Linked DNA regions of Mus musculus: region 1 is linked to region 2. The links are chromatin contacts, called in public HiChIP or PLAC-seq maps. All regions are on one chromosome and are shown on one strand. The core of a region is the stretch at or near the end of the contact, and the rest is flanking DNA. Distances in the headings are between cores, read along the strand shown.

What was found. HiChIP or PLAC-seq counts read pairs in DNA pulled down with a chosen protein or histone mark.
Region 1: a contact with region 2 is called in an H3K27ac HiChIP or PLAC-seq map of embryonic stem cells, with 6 times the contacts expected there. The contact joins two enhancer-like sites. A contact is called at or near these places in 1 of 39 promoter capture datasets (macrophages), 7 of 484 Hi-C or Micro-C datasets (bone marrow-derived macrophages and embryonic stem cells), 30 of 115 datasets of contacts at active chromatin or transcription factors (the 230-238 cell line, the HPC-7 cell line, the SCID.adh cell line and 17 more) and 3 of 9 other capture datasets (adipose tissue, liver and macrophages).

What each region holds. Positions count from the first base shown.
Region 1 is chr16:30,937,299-30,944,643 of GRCm38.p6, reverse strand. The region is part of intron 1 of Gm46565 (a long non-coding RNA gene); the gene reads left to right. Among named protein-coding and RNA genes, the nearest start is that of Gm46565, 12 kb to the left of the region's middle. Within about 2 kb of position 4,518, at least 30 of the 459 cell types and tissues checked have an H3K27ac peak or open chromatin away from gene starts, as enhancers often do. A contact at or near this core is called in embryonic stem cells, where this site is marked.
Region 2 is chr16:30,569,246-30,575,683 of GRCm38.p6, reverse strand. It overlaps Lsg1 (large 60S subunit nuclear export GTPase 1), which reads left to right. Exons shown (of 14, transcript NM_178069.5): 6 at 1,078-1,138; 7 at 2,315-2,491; 8 at 4,148-4,519; 9 at 6,254-6,355; 10 at 6,436-6,438. Among named protein-coding and RNA genes, the nearest start is that of Lsg1, 15 kb to the left of the region's middle. Within about 2 kb of position 3,228, at least 34 of the 459 cell types and tissues checked have an H3K27ac peak or open chromatin away from gene starts, as enhancers often do. A contact at or near this core is called in embryonic stem cells, where this site is marked.

The DNA of each region.
Region 1 (7,345 bases), core at 3,269-5,768, 370 kb before region 2:
ATCCAAACAAAAGAACCAAACATTGCCAGGCTTAGAGGGGTGCACCTTTAATCCCAGCACTCAGGAAGGAGGCAGAGGCTGGCAGATCTCTGTGAGTTCGAAGCCAGCCTGGTCTGCACTGCAAGTTCCAGGCCAGCAATGATTACAGAGCGAGACCCTGTCTCAAAAAGAAAAAGTAAACAGAGACGTGAACATGGATGTCTCTGGGAGGTGCTTTGTCTCCAGCACCCACATCCACGACATCCCCTGCGTGAAGGCAGACACGGCCCTTAGTCAACAGCTATCTTATCCTCTCCTGGGAAGAGACAATGAGGAAGGAAGTAGGTGACCATCTAGGGAAATGACAAAGGGCACAGAAGGCAATTTGACAGATAGTTCCAGAAAGTTCTGGAAAGTTTTAGCTGGTCTTGTTAGGGCTGGCCTTTCCAAGACCAACAATGAGCAAGGGAAGTCTGTTGGGGTGCAGGTAGAAGGGAAGGAACTCCAACACACTGTTGGGGTGACCAGAAGGCCAGCATGCTCAAGGCATAGAGAGAAGGGTGGGGTGCGCAGTCAGCTCACAGAGAGCTGACAGGCTTCTTCAGCTGCAGGAAGGAAAGACCTGGTCATTGTGTAGGGGCGATGTCATCAGGGAGATCGGGTAGCAGGAATAAAATAGTTTGGGTCGAGGTGCTAGCAGTTTGGGTTAGAAGAGAAGAAGCAGGAAGTGTTTTGCAGGGGAGCATCAGGGGCCTTTGAGGATCAGAGCTGTAGGCGGGGTTGGGATGAGCACTGGGCTGGCTTGATTTGTCAGTTTGACACAAACTATAGTCACCTGAGAAGAGGGCACCGAAACTGAGAAAATATTTCCAGAAGATTGGGCTGAGGGCAGTCTGTAGGTATTGTCTTAATTAGTGATTGATGGGGGACGGCCCAGCCCACTGTGAGTGGTGCCATCCTTGGGTGGTCCTGGGTTCTGTAAGAAAGCAGGGTGTGGAAGTCATCGGGAGCAAGCCAGTAAGCAGCACCCCTCCATGGCCTCTGCATCAGGTTCCTGCCCTGTTTGAGTTCCTTTTCTGACTTCCCTCAATGGTGGACTGTCGCCTGGGAGTATATCCTGAAGCAAACCCTTTCCTCACCAAGTTTTCTGGGTCATGGTGTCTCATCACAGCAATGGAAACCCTGACTAATTGAAGCAGGAAGAGGAAGCTATGCCAGGTGTACTCTTTCTCTTTCCTACGCTGTTGGCTAGGACAGTCAGGAGCGTGACTTTATCAAGACAGAAAAGAATTGAAAAAGAGAAGTGTTGAGGGAGGGGAAGAAACCAAGCATCTTGTTTTGGTTTGGTCTGTCTGTCTCTTTGACACGGGTTCCCACTATGTAGCTCAGACTGGCTCCAAAGTTGGCATCCTTCTGTCCCAGTGGCTCACATTCTGGGATTACAGGCACAGGTAGCTATGCCTAGTGAGTGTCCTATGACTGTCAAGGGAATTAAAGGTGTTTGTTGAACAAGTACAAACAGCTCCCCAACAAGTTGGGGCTCTGAGGAGCTGTTGAGAAGATGTGTCAATTCTGGGAGTCAATTGTATGGTTTGGTTCAGGAAGTAACTGATGGCATACTGCTTCCTCTTCACCCTTTAGAAGTCACCCCCAAACAGAGGAGAACAAAGCCCCAAGGTAAACCTCAAGTCCAGTGAAATGAAAGACGTCTGTAGCTTCAGATCATGCTACTCAGAGATGGGGAGTGGGTCAGACGGAGAGCCGTCATTGTTTACCTGAGAATACGCCTCCATCCGTATGCTCAAGAGACAGAGCTGTAGACAGCAAGAAGCTAGGTTACCGGGAGGAAGCCCTGGAAGGCAAAGGAGTGGGAGGCGCTGGACGAGAAGAGAGGAAGGGTGACCAAGGACATGGCAGCTGGCAATGGATAAAGTGTAACAATGTGTACCGAAAGTCAGCCCCACCCAGGCTCCCACCAGTGAGTGTGCTCTCCCTGTCATGCTGGGGACTGGGACTTTCTTCTCTGAAGAAGATGAGCCTGGAAGGTTGGAGAGCCGGGTAGGATGGGGAAGCCAGACTAAGCAAGGAGCTAGCACAGTATGAACGCTGAAGACCAGGGCTGTCCCGCCCATGCTGCCCGACTTGAGGACTGCTGCCAGGCTCTTATCCTGACAGGTATTTTGAAGCACCCTTGTACTTTCTGTAGATACTGAACTGCCCAGGAAAACCTGTAGTGATTGCCATTTGAAGGTCTAAGTGAAAATACCAGTGGACCCCACCGAGCATCCTACAAAGAGGTCCACAAGTCTCCTGCCATCTGTGCAGCCAGGTTTCCTGTTAGCATTTGGCCATAGCGGGATAGCCATGGTTCATCAGATGCCCAAGGAAAGCCTTCCACACAGAAGACAGGGATCCAAACAGTCAGAGGAGAACTCACTCAAGTGAAATGCACGACGGAAAAGAAAATGTCAAATGAACCGCTTCCTCAAGAAGATTAGAAGGCGATCTAATTATAAAGAATAGGCATACCCATGAAAGGTTCCCAGGAATTAGAAACAAAAGCTAAGCTGGGAAATCCCATGGGCAGAAGGCAAGCATGATCGGGTGATATATTTAAGGAAACCCTCCTGGCTCCCAAAAGGCACTCACAGGTAGAAAACCAGGCAAAAAGAGATGTCCCAAATTCTGCCCAATGGGAATTGTAGAGAAAGAAACACGAGAAAGTTGGAAAGTGATTACCAAAGAAATAATAACAAGAAGGTTCCAAGACTGGAGGCCATACGTGTCTTGTCCAGTGAACGATGACATGCGTGAAATCAATGTGAAATACAAGACTATCAGAGAGAGGATATTGAATATCTATTAGAGCATGGAATGTGAACAGAGACTAGAGACATCTTCAGAGACAAAAATGCCAGGATATTGGCTTCCCATTAGCTAGCTATCTCAGGGAAACTTCTGGAGGAAAACTGCTCCCATGAGGAAGGAAACCAAAGAATGTATGAGGGCCAGGAGGTGGGAGACCATCTCGGACTAAAGGGGGCGCCCAGGAGGCAGGAGACCACCGAGGACTGAAGGGGGTGCCCAGGCAGTCAAAAGGAACTGAAGGCTGGAGAGGGAGGGGGAGGAGGCTGGGCATGGCAGTCCTGGAGGAGAACAGAACTGGCAAAGTTTAGTGATGAGTTCAACCCTGCAAAACCTTCGGTGACAGACTTTAAGGATATGGGTTGACCTAGCCAGATGGTAAGAGAAAGCTAAGCAAACCAAAATCATTAACTCTAGTGAAATAAAAATAAAAGATGTTCGCTATGAGTGAAAGATATTAACATAATCATATCAATAAAATGCTATTATAGATTTTTTTAGTTAATTTTTAAAAAATTAATGGCTTAGTGGATAAAGGCCTTTGACACCAAGGTCGATGACCTGTGTGCTATCCCCAGGACCTACATGGTGGATGTAGAGAACCAACATTGGCAAGTTGTCCTCTGTTCTCTGCATGTATACAATGGCACATACACACATCTACACACATTCACACATGCACAACACACATACATGTACATACACATGTGCACATACACAAACACAAATAAATGAATAATTAAAATATCTTATTTTCTATAGTAGTTAATTAATAGATAATATAAATTCCTTATTAAGGGGCTAGAGAAAAGGCTCAGAGGCTAAGTATGTACCACTCTTGAAGAGGACCTGAATTCTGTTCCAACACTCACATCCAGCGGATCACAACTGCCTGGAACCCCAGCTCCAGGGGAACTGATACCCTCTACTGGCTAATCTGAGTATTGCAACTATTCCTTCTCTTCCCCCTCTTTCCACCTCCCCCTCCCTTCCCCCCTCTCTCCCACTCTTCCTCCTGCCTCGCTCTTTGACTTAAATAAAACTATTTACACTAAATATTTAGATAAAAGAAGTCACTGGTATTTAAAGTTTCAGGACTGATTAACGTTCCTAACCAGAGAGTGTAAATAATAATATAATAATAATAATAATAATAATAATAATAATAATAATAATAATAATAATAATAATGAGAAGAAGGAGGAGGAGGAGGAGGAGGAGGAGGAGGAGAAGGAGAAGGAGAAGGAGAAGGAGAAGGAGAAGGAGAAGGAGAAGGAGAAGGAGAAGGAGAAGGAGAAGGAGAAGAAGAAGAAGAAGAAGAAGAAGAAGAAGAAGAAGAAGAAGAAGAAGAAGAAGAAGAAGAAGCAGCAGCAGCAACAGCAGTCCCCAGGGCCCTGGGCCTCCCAACACATAGATCTGCTGATCTGAGGATGAGACCCTTGTAGAGGATGTGAGAGGAACGTACCCAGGCTAAGACTTTCTAAGGAGGCAGCAAACATCTGCTAACACGAACTGCTGAATTAGGAGCCTTGGGTCAGTGGCCTTGGCTCTTAACATCTGACAGCTGGAATGTGCTGGTTAACCCATCCTCAGAGGAGTTTACAATGTAGGATTTCTGCCCATGCCCGGCCAATGTGTGACTTACAAAAACATCTGCTTTGGAAATCCCCAGTTTAAACAACAAAACAAAACAAAAGCCCTCCCCCGGCATCTGCAGTATTCTTGGTCCTGCTGATTCAATGCACAGGAACTGCAAGTCTTTGTTTCCAGGATAGATGCTATTTCCTCTGACCTCTGTGCTGACCTTTAGTTAACAGAAACAAAAGAGGGGTTCAGTAGAGCCCAGAGGACTGTGGTTTAAGCAGGAGGGAGGGCTGGGCTAATACTGTGGACTCTGCAAAAGTACTAAAATTGAAATTATTTGGGGACCATGAATGCAATAGGATTTTAATCTGTACCCTTTAGACATAGCTTGCCAGCCTGACCTTTCTGCGCAGAGTGGATTTACTGTGGGTGACTGTCACTGTATTACTGTGGCCTTTCAACTCCTGCCCCCAGTGGAGAAGAGCCTTCCCGTGTGTGGCCCCGGGTGTTCTCTTGTCAGGGACAAATGTGTCTTTCCCAGGGATTTTGTCGTCTCTTTATTAAATACGACATCATTAAAAATTAAATTGCACAAATCTTCAATTAAGTCTCTTCACATCTTTTCCATATGTTGTGCTGGGGCTTGCATCCTAGGCAACTGTTCTGCACGGAGCCGCTTCCTCAGACCTTGCCCTCAGTTCAACTTTGAAGCAAAGGTAATATTGGAAACTTACCCATGTGTAGATATTTACTGTAGCTTGTGCTTACTGCTTGAGGTTAGATTTATGTCCACGTGGTGGCGGTACAGTTGGGGCCAGATGTTTCCAGGTTCTTGGTGTCTTGTTGAAAGAACTGAAAACACTCATGCACGCACCATGAATAGTAAGTAGCAAGCAGAATTTTTGTGCAGAAGCAATGTATAGGCCACATACCCCAGGAGAGAGTGGGCTCTGAGCGAGTACTCGCCAGCACTACGTGACCATTTGGGGATTTCTTTTATTGGTCTACGAAGAGGAGGAAGAGTTAGTTGCTAAGGGGCAAGGGACAAGGGACAAGGGACAAGGGACAGGTAGTTTCCTGGTTTGATTGACAGGCTTGAGTTATGTAAGCCTTTGTTTACTGTAAATGTCCTTTCCCACAATGCGTCTGTTTTTAATCATTTGCACATCCAATTATGCATAGACATTAGGTGATAAATAAGATTTTTCACCTAAAAGTTTATTTTAAGAACACAGTTTTCTTCCCATTCACTCTGCCTAATTCTCAGTCAGACATTGTAGACCACAAAGTGGAAGTGACTAACAGTGCCAGGGACCCATCGCTTTGAGGAACCAGATTGCCTTGGGAGAGGGGTATGCATGCAGCTTATCCAAGGTTGCTAAGTGATTTGCTGGGAAAACAATGTGTATTGCTTAAGTCAAATGGAGTCTGATTTGCTAAGCTATCCCTGCGTGTGCCAACCTCAGTGGAAATACTATGTGAGCATATGGTAGACTACCCAGCCTCTTTACCCAGTCCCACATCGGTGACACCAGGTTGGTAATTTGAAATTTGGGGACATTTACACCACAGAAAACTGACAAGTGCCACAAGCTGGACAGCTTTGTGTTTCAGAGAGAGTAACTTAGTCTGTATGAGGCATCTAATGCTTATACAAGTCTTTGCATGTTTCTTGTCCATATATAGATAGATGTGTGTGTGGGTGGGTGGGTACATGAATGGATCAATGGATGGATGGATGGATGGATGGATGGATGGATGGATGGATGGATACATGGATGGATGGGTACATGGATGGATGGATGGATGGATGGATGGATGGATGGATGGCTTGGTGGATGGATGAGTAGATGGATGGATGAATGGCAACTTCACTTTCTGACAGTACCTAGAGCCTAAAGACCAAGTTCTCAGGCTATGAAACTACAGAGCATGAGTGGTGCACAATTCTAGCCTGGCCCTGCCCTGTGTTTGGCTGAAAGGCCTATTGATGTGCTGAATTGTCAGCATGGAAAGTAGGCAGCTTGCACTGAGAAGCTGGCCATTTCCTTCCTCCATGGTTCTAGGACAATAAAGCATTTCCTACAGCGGGTGGATGCCTTCTTCGCCATGTCTGCAAGTGGTACAGGCTGTGAGCAGACAGGACTGCACCCTCAACACTACTCATATTCACAGAGCTTTGTGGGCAGCTAGGCTGGGGGTGGGGTGGGGGAGTCAAGCATAGCTCAGGCCAGAAGCTCTCTAAAAGGAGGTACAAATGGTGACAGCAGATATGACCATTAACTCAGCAGTCTCCGCCCTGGCTGCGGTAGCAGCTGTTGGGAAGCCCCTAGCACCCATGTCTGAGCCCTGTGAAGTGGAGAAGATTCTAACCTCAGCTCAGCGTTCAGTGCTCTGCATGACCTGGCACACATTACTTCACTGCTCTTAACTTAAATTTCATATCTATAAGTAATGGGATGAGTCAGAGTTATTTTATGGGGGGGGGGGTAGAATCTTATGATCTAAAAGATTTCTTGGAAGGATGGTTAAGAATTATGCTCACACTGGAGCCTGCTCTTGAACACTCTGAAAGTTCCATAGTGCATTAAAGGACCTGATCAGTCCTGTAGAGAAGATCCATGTTCCTCCTCCTCCTCCCCTCCCCCTCCTCCTCTCCCTCCTCCCTCTCCTCCTCCTTCCTTCTCCTCTTCTTCCTCATCTCCCTCCTGCCCCTCCTCTCCCTTCTCCTCTTCCCCTTCTTCCCCCTCTTCCCCTTGTCCTCCTTCCCCCCCCCTCCACTATGTTCTCCTCCCTCTTTACCTAGCACACTCAAAATCCTTTGACTACAGAGCTTTTTAGGAGAGCTGCTTCTCAGAAATGGAGCCCTCATCCACTTAATCATCCACTCTGATTTTTATGGGCTACAAGGGTGTCC
Region 2 (6,438 bases), core at 1,979-4,478:
ATAGGCAGATATATATGCAGCAGAGCACTCATTTTAAATAGATAAAATTTAACAAAACACATTCTCAGAACTTGGAGGTGGTTGTTGGCAACTATAAGCTCTCTTGAGTAGTCTTGGGTTTAAATGCTTTTGTAGTGGAGCTGCCGACACGTGGTCAGTGTCGGGACCGTAATGTGAAGTCAGATGAGGGGCTGAATAACTTGGTAAACTTCACTTTGGGGTAGATGGGTACTTCTCTACCAGAAGGTAATAGAAGTCACAGTGAAGGTTTAGCAGGAAGATGACTTCTGAGCCCTCCAGGCCATAGTAGAGCAGTGGAATGTGGGAGAGATGGCCCCTGCTCCAGACTCTGGGTGCCCTTTCTGGCCTCCTCACTTATTAGCTGCAGCCAGATTATAGAACATTATTAAAACTGTGAATAATTTTGCCTTAAGGAATTAGTTTATCAACTGCTTAATGCATAAAAAGTATTTATTATTACAAATAATATAAAGAATATATATGGCAATGGTTCCTTTTCCAATAGATGTTTTTCTAATTTGAGAATGCATACACATAAATTTTTCTTGATAACCCATTGGGTCCAGTTGGCATTTCCTTTAAGTTCATGGGTGTGGGGACCTCCACTGGAGCAGGGTGGGTGGACCAGGGCCCACACCATAAAGAAAACTGACTCTCTGGAAACTTTCAGATGTCAGTAGCCCCTTGGCTAAGGGAAGAGCTCGTGAGCCCCTTCCCCACGCCAGGCTGGAATGTGGATGGCTTGATCCTGGCCTGGTCAGATCTTGAGCAGGCAGCTGTAGCTGCTGAGTTCATTGAGTGCAATGTCAAGAAGACACTGCTTCACTCTGCTCCTCAGCTCCTGGCTTTTACATGTTTCTACCCCCACTTTCTCAAGGGTCTCTGGACACTGAGTAAAGGAAGTGGGGTGCCCACTGTTTGTGGCTGACTCCCACACTCCCCAGACACTTCTCTGCACGGGAGGTAGTTGTGAGCTTCCGTGCTAAGTGCTAAGTGCTGTGTCAACAGTGGTCTCCTTTACTTTACAGTAACTGGATTGTCTCCCTTTCCCCCCAGTGATATTGTGGTCCAGATCGTAGATGCTCGAAACCCGCTCCTGTTTAGATGTGAGGATTTGGTAAGTGAACTTTGCCTTGGGTCCTTGGCAGCCTTCCTCAGCAGTGACTGAGCAAGCCTTCCATCTTCTCTAGCTGAGTCTAGTCTAACTCAGACTCCCTGTTCTTCAAAGCCGAGAACTTACACACTGCCGCTCTGTAGACAGGTTTGCTTCAGCAGGTGTTCCCATCTGTAGAGAGCATAGACATTGGAATCCACGTTCTAGCTGCTGGTTAGCAGGCCCTTTCATGCTAGCCATTTGCTGGTCTCTTGTCTTCAGGAGCCAAGTCAGAATGGCATTTGCTTTTCCTCAGGATATTCCCGTCACTGTTTAATCCACTCCAGAGTTCTCTCTTCACACCTTACTACACCTGTACTAGTTTACAGATGAACTAAGCTCATTAATACAGTGTTAGGCGTAAGGATTATTGAAAATGACGTGATCCAATTGAACTCATGGTGCATATGTGCGGTGTACATTTTTCTATGTGAAGACCATAGTGGTTTCTCTCAACTCATGAACAGCAAAAAATATTAATGGTAGACTTTTTTTCAGAGCTCACAGAGAGGATCAGTTAGTAGAAGCATCAAAAGCTCTAATCTTTGAGTTAGAAAGTGATTTAAGGACATCCTTGGAGATGGCTCAGCAGGTTAAAGGAACTTGCTGCACAAGCCTAGTGACCAAAGTCTGACCTCTACATACATGGTAGAGCATGTGTAGGTTCATGTATACACACAAAAATAGTTTTTTTTTTTAAAGAAAATGATTTAAGCCGGGTAATGGTGGTTCACGCCTTTAACGGGAGGCAGAGGCAGGCAGATTCGAGGCCAGCCTAGTATACAGAGTGAGTTCCAGGACAACCAGGGCTACACAGAGAAACCCTGTCTCGAAAAACCAAGGGGGGGGGGGGGGGAGACAGAGACAGAGAGAGAGAGAGATTGATTTAAGCCTGGTAGTAATGTTGCTTGCCTTTAATCCCAGCACTCAGACAGATCTCTGAGTTCAAGGCCACCCTGGCCTACAGAGTTAAGTTCCAGGATAACCAAGGCTACACAGAGAAACTCTGTCTCAAAAAAACAAAACAACTACAAAAAAGAAAGTGATTTGGGGTTGGGGTTTGATTCAGCTTTAATTGGGAATCTGTGGTGCTGATGAGCCCAGCTGTTGTCTGAGGACTGGAAATGTCTGTCTTTATAGGAGTGTTACGTGAAAGAGATCGATGCTGCCAAGGAGAACGTGATCCTGATAAACAAGGCAGACTTGCTGACTGCTGAGCAGCGGTTTGCCTGGGCTGTGCACTTTGAAAAGGAAGGGGTAAAGGTTATCTTCTGGTCAGCTTTGGCAGAAACTGATCACCTAAATGGTGACTTGAAGGTAATGGGCTGGGGGCCTTTCTCAAGGTGGGTTTTGGGGTTGCCTTATTTCTGACTAATGTGTTTTGTTTATATTGGTGATTTGTAAGGATTACTTTGTTTGGGGATTCCCCTCCCCCCAGTTCAGTGATTACAGGAGAGCCTATAAAAATATTTAAAAATCTGTAACCAGACCACATGGATACTTTGTGATTTCATATACTCTTTCATGCCGTACCGTATACTCTTTCGCATCTGAGACCTTAACTTTTTTAATCTTCAGGAAGTTGTCTAAGAAGTTTCATATTTTTTTTTAATTATTAATTTGCTTTTAAGAGAAACTTCACAGTGCACAGGGTACAACTGAAGAGTGTAGGCAATTTCTTTTATCTTTAACCAAGTTTTACTAAAACTTAAAGTCTATTAAAAAATCAGTCCTGGTATCTTTGATATTTAGAAGACACTTAGAAGTGATATTTTCCCCTCTTCTTTTATCTTTTGGCTTTTTAATGGGTGTTAATATAGGTGATGTGCATGCTGGACTATCTCTATGCGTTCCAGGCCAGCCTGATCTACATAGTGAATTCATGACTGACAGGGCTACAGAGAGAAAACCTGTCTGGGGGGGGGGGGGGGGGAGATCTGTGAATACAACCCCCTCTCGTGGATGAACTCATTATTTACTGAGCTCTACACTCCAGTGAAAGAAATCCCTCCCTCCTTCCGTTTCCCTGTTGGAAGGTCACATTATCTGTCAGTGGCTAATTAGTGCTGAGGGCCTAGCAGTGGTACAGTGCTTGCCCAGGCATGCAAAAGTTTGCCTCCAGCAATGGCAGGGCACCAAGGCCAGGCAGCTTTAATCTCTAAAGTCAGAAGCCGTTTCCCTACAGTGACACTAAGCTAGCTCCAGTTGTTGATCTGAGGGTTTGTTCTTTGTCGTCTTGGTTTCTTCCTCTGCCAGTGTTCAGTTCTTGCCCTCAGCTACCTCATAGATGCCATTTTGGGGCTCTCATCTTGGTGCTTATCCATTTCTGTTATGATTACCACTAACATTGATGGATAATGGAGCACAGTGTTTATCCCACATGCCTGCTAAGGGACATACAGAAAGATTGAGATTTCTAGAATGGAAACCTAGCTAGAAACTTGACTCGGGGAGTTAAAGTGTTTGCTTTCAAGCATGACGGCTCAAGTGTTGTGATGCTTGCCTTTAGTCCCAGCACTTGCAAGGCAGAGATAGGCAAATCTCTGAGTTCAAGGACAACCTGGTCTACATAGTGAGCTCCTGTCTATTATCATGGTCATCACCAATCTAGAATGAAATTTTGCAGCCTCTGAATTTCACACACAGGGGTCTGTGCTCTTTTTTACTTAAGATCAAAAGACTTTGGTACTTTTTGACATATTTAAAACAATTATAAAATCAGAACAAGGTTGGGGATGGTGTACTGCTTGCTTCATATGCAAAAGCCCCTGGGCTCAGTCTTAGCTCTGCAGCAACAGAGCAACAGAAGTGAAGGTCTGCCCTGCTAGGGGCATCTGCTGATGTCCACCTATGTGCTTGCCTGCCCATATGCTGGTCTCCAGCATAGTATTTCCTGTTCTTCCATCACTAGCCTCTGTGTGTAAAGTGCGGTTACACAGGTCTGAAGCTTTGTGGTTTCTGTCACTTCATCAGGAGGAAGTAGACAGTGTTGCTGGAGACACCAACAAAACAGAGTCTGAAAGCTCCAGTTTGGATGCGAATGAAATCCCACACAGAGACTTGATCTCGCTTAGTGAGGAGTCCGCAAGTGACAGTGGTGACAGCAAATATGAGGACTGTCAGGAGGACGAAGAGGAAGATTGGCAGACGTGTTCAGAAGAAGACAGCGTCCCTGAGGAGGAGGAGGGCTGTAATGCGGATTCTGAGACTCAGAACAGAAAAAACGCAGAAAATCAACAAGTGAACAATGATAGCTACCTGGTGTCGAAACAGGAATTACTGGAACTCTTTAAGAAACTCCACACTGGAAAGAAAGTGAAAGATGGACAGCTAACTGTTGGGCTGGTAAGATGAAGGACACTGAAGCCAGCACATGAGAGAGCCTGCAGCAGTCCCTGTCCTTCCACAGCTACAGGTGGACCCACACAGTCAGGCAGGCTTCTGCACCACAGGGAAGACACAGGGAAGGTATCATGGGGTGAGGCAGTGGAGGGGCAGGGTCTGACTCAAAGGGAACATCTCAGGGTTATATTGTCACCACACATGTTTATATTAAATGTGTTCTATAGACTCCTTCCAGTTCAGGTCTTTGTCACATCCGTTGCTGAGAGGTGAGAATGAGACAGGTTTTGACATTGCCAGACTTCAGTGCGGTGTTCTGTAGACATCCTGGCATCCTTGCCAGCTTATGCTGTTTCAGATGCCGTTAGTTAGGGAGAATCCCAGCCTTGGCCAGACAAACTATGACAGATACTTTTATTGTATAAAGATAACAAAAATGGAAAGGGTAGCTGCTATCGCAGCTATATGGCCTAATTGTAAAGGATACAGCCCGGCTCTACGTGGCTCGTCCTTAGCTAAGGACGTGGAGGCTGTCAGGGACAGCATATATAAGAAAGCTCATTCCAGAGAAGCAAAACAAGGTAGAGAGAGGCTGTAGCAGGTCGGGTCTCTCAGCTCTTCAGTTAGTGTGAGGTGTAGATCCTGTGTTTAGCTCTCTCTCCTGTGTTCCATCCACCACCTAAAGCAGCAGAAGGCCACTTACAATGTAGGGGCTAGAGAGATGCCTCAGCAATTGAGAGAGCGCTGGCTACTTTCACAGAGGTGAAAAGGTCCATGTGGCAGCTCACAGGGATCTGGCCCTCTTCTGGCCTCCGTGAGCACTGCCTGCAGGTGCTGCACACACAGAAGTGAACACACCCATAGTGAGAGTAATTTTTAAAAAATGCTGAAGTAAAATGGCATTTCACTGTAGGGTACTGGCTAAAGGTCTGCCTCCAGGGTTAGATAGGCGTGGCATAATTCTTTTTTTTTTTTTTTTAAGATTTATTTATTATTTATTTATTATTATATGTAAGTACACTGTAGCTCTCTTCAGACACTCCAGAAGGGGGAGTCAGATCTCATTACAGATGGTTGTGAGCCACCATGTGGTTGCTGGGATTTGAACTCTGGACCTTCGGAAGAGCAGTCGGGTGCTCTTACCTGCTGAGCCATCTCACCAGCCCCCGTGGTGTAATTCTTAATTCCACACTCAACTAACCTTAACATGAAAGTTTCTTAATTTCTCTGAGATTTAAGGCTATATTCTCTGTTCCAGAAAGTACTTTTCGTGTGTATTGGAAAACCTGGTTTCTCTATCTGTGTCTTTGATTTCTAGAAATAAAGTAGCCTCCCTTGCTTTCTGCATTCCTCACTCTGGGCATCTAGAGAGTGTCTTAAGTGTTCTGCAGAAATCATCTGCCCCATCCCACTGAGTCCTGACTAAAAAGCACTGCCGATTATAGATGCTGGGAAGTTAGGGTTGTTGGTCTGGTGTTGGCTACACCCCCTTGTTGACAATGCAGTGGAAACAGTGACACACCTCCTAGGGAGGCGCTGGGCATGAGGTGGGGTTTGCTACAGGGCCAGCAGCCATGTCTGCGCCACATAGCTGCACCACATGTCAGGTAGGAGGCTAAGTCTAAAAGCCAAGAAATAAAAGACAGACATACAGAGCATCTGTTAAATAGTCTTTCAGATCAGCCAGGCACTTACCTAGCATCTCCAACACTCAGGTGACCTGTGGTTCTCTTCTAGGTGGGCTACCCTAATGTTGGTAAGAGCTCAACCATCAACACCATCATGGGCAACAAGAAAGTATCGGTGTCTGCCACGCCAGGCCACACCAAGCATTTCCAGGTATGTCCCCGTTGTTCGTCCCAGCACTCCTCTTCCTTCCACTTGCCATGTGCCGTCATAACCTGCTGTGTGACTTTCAGACC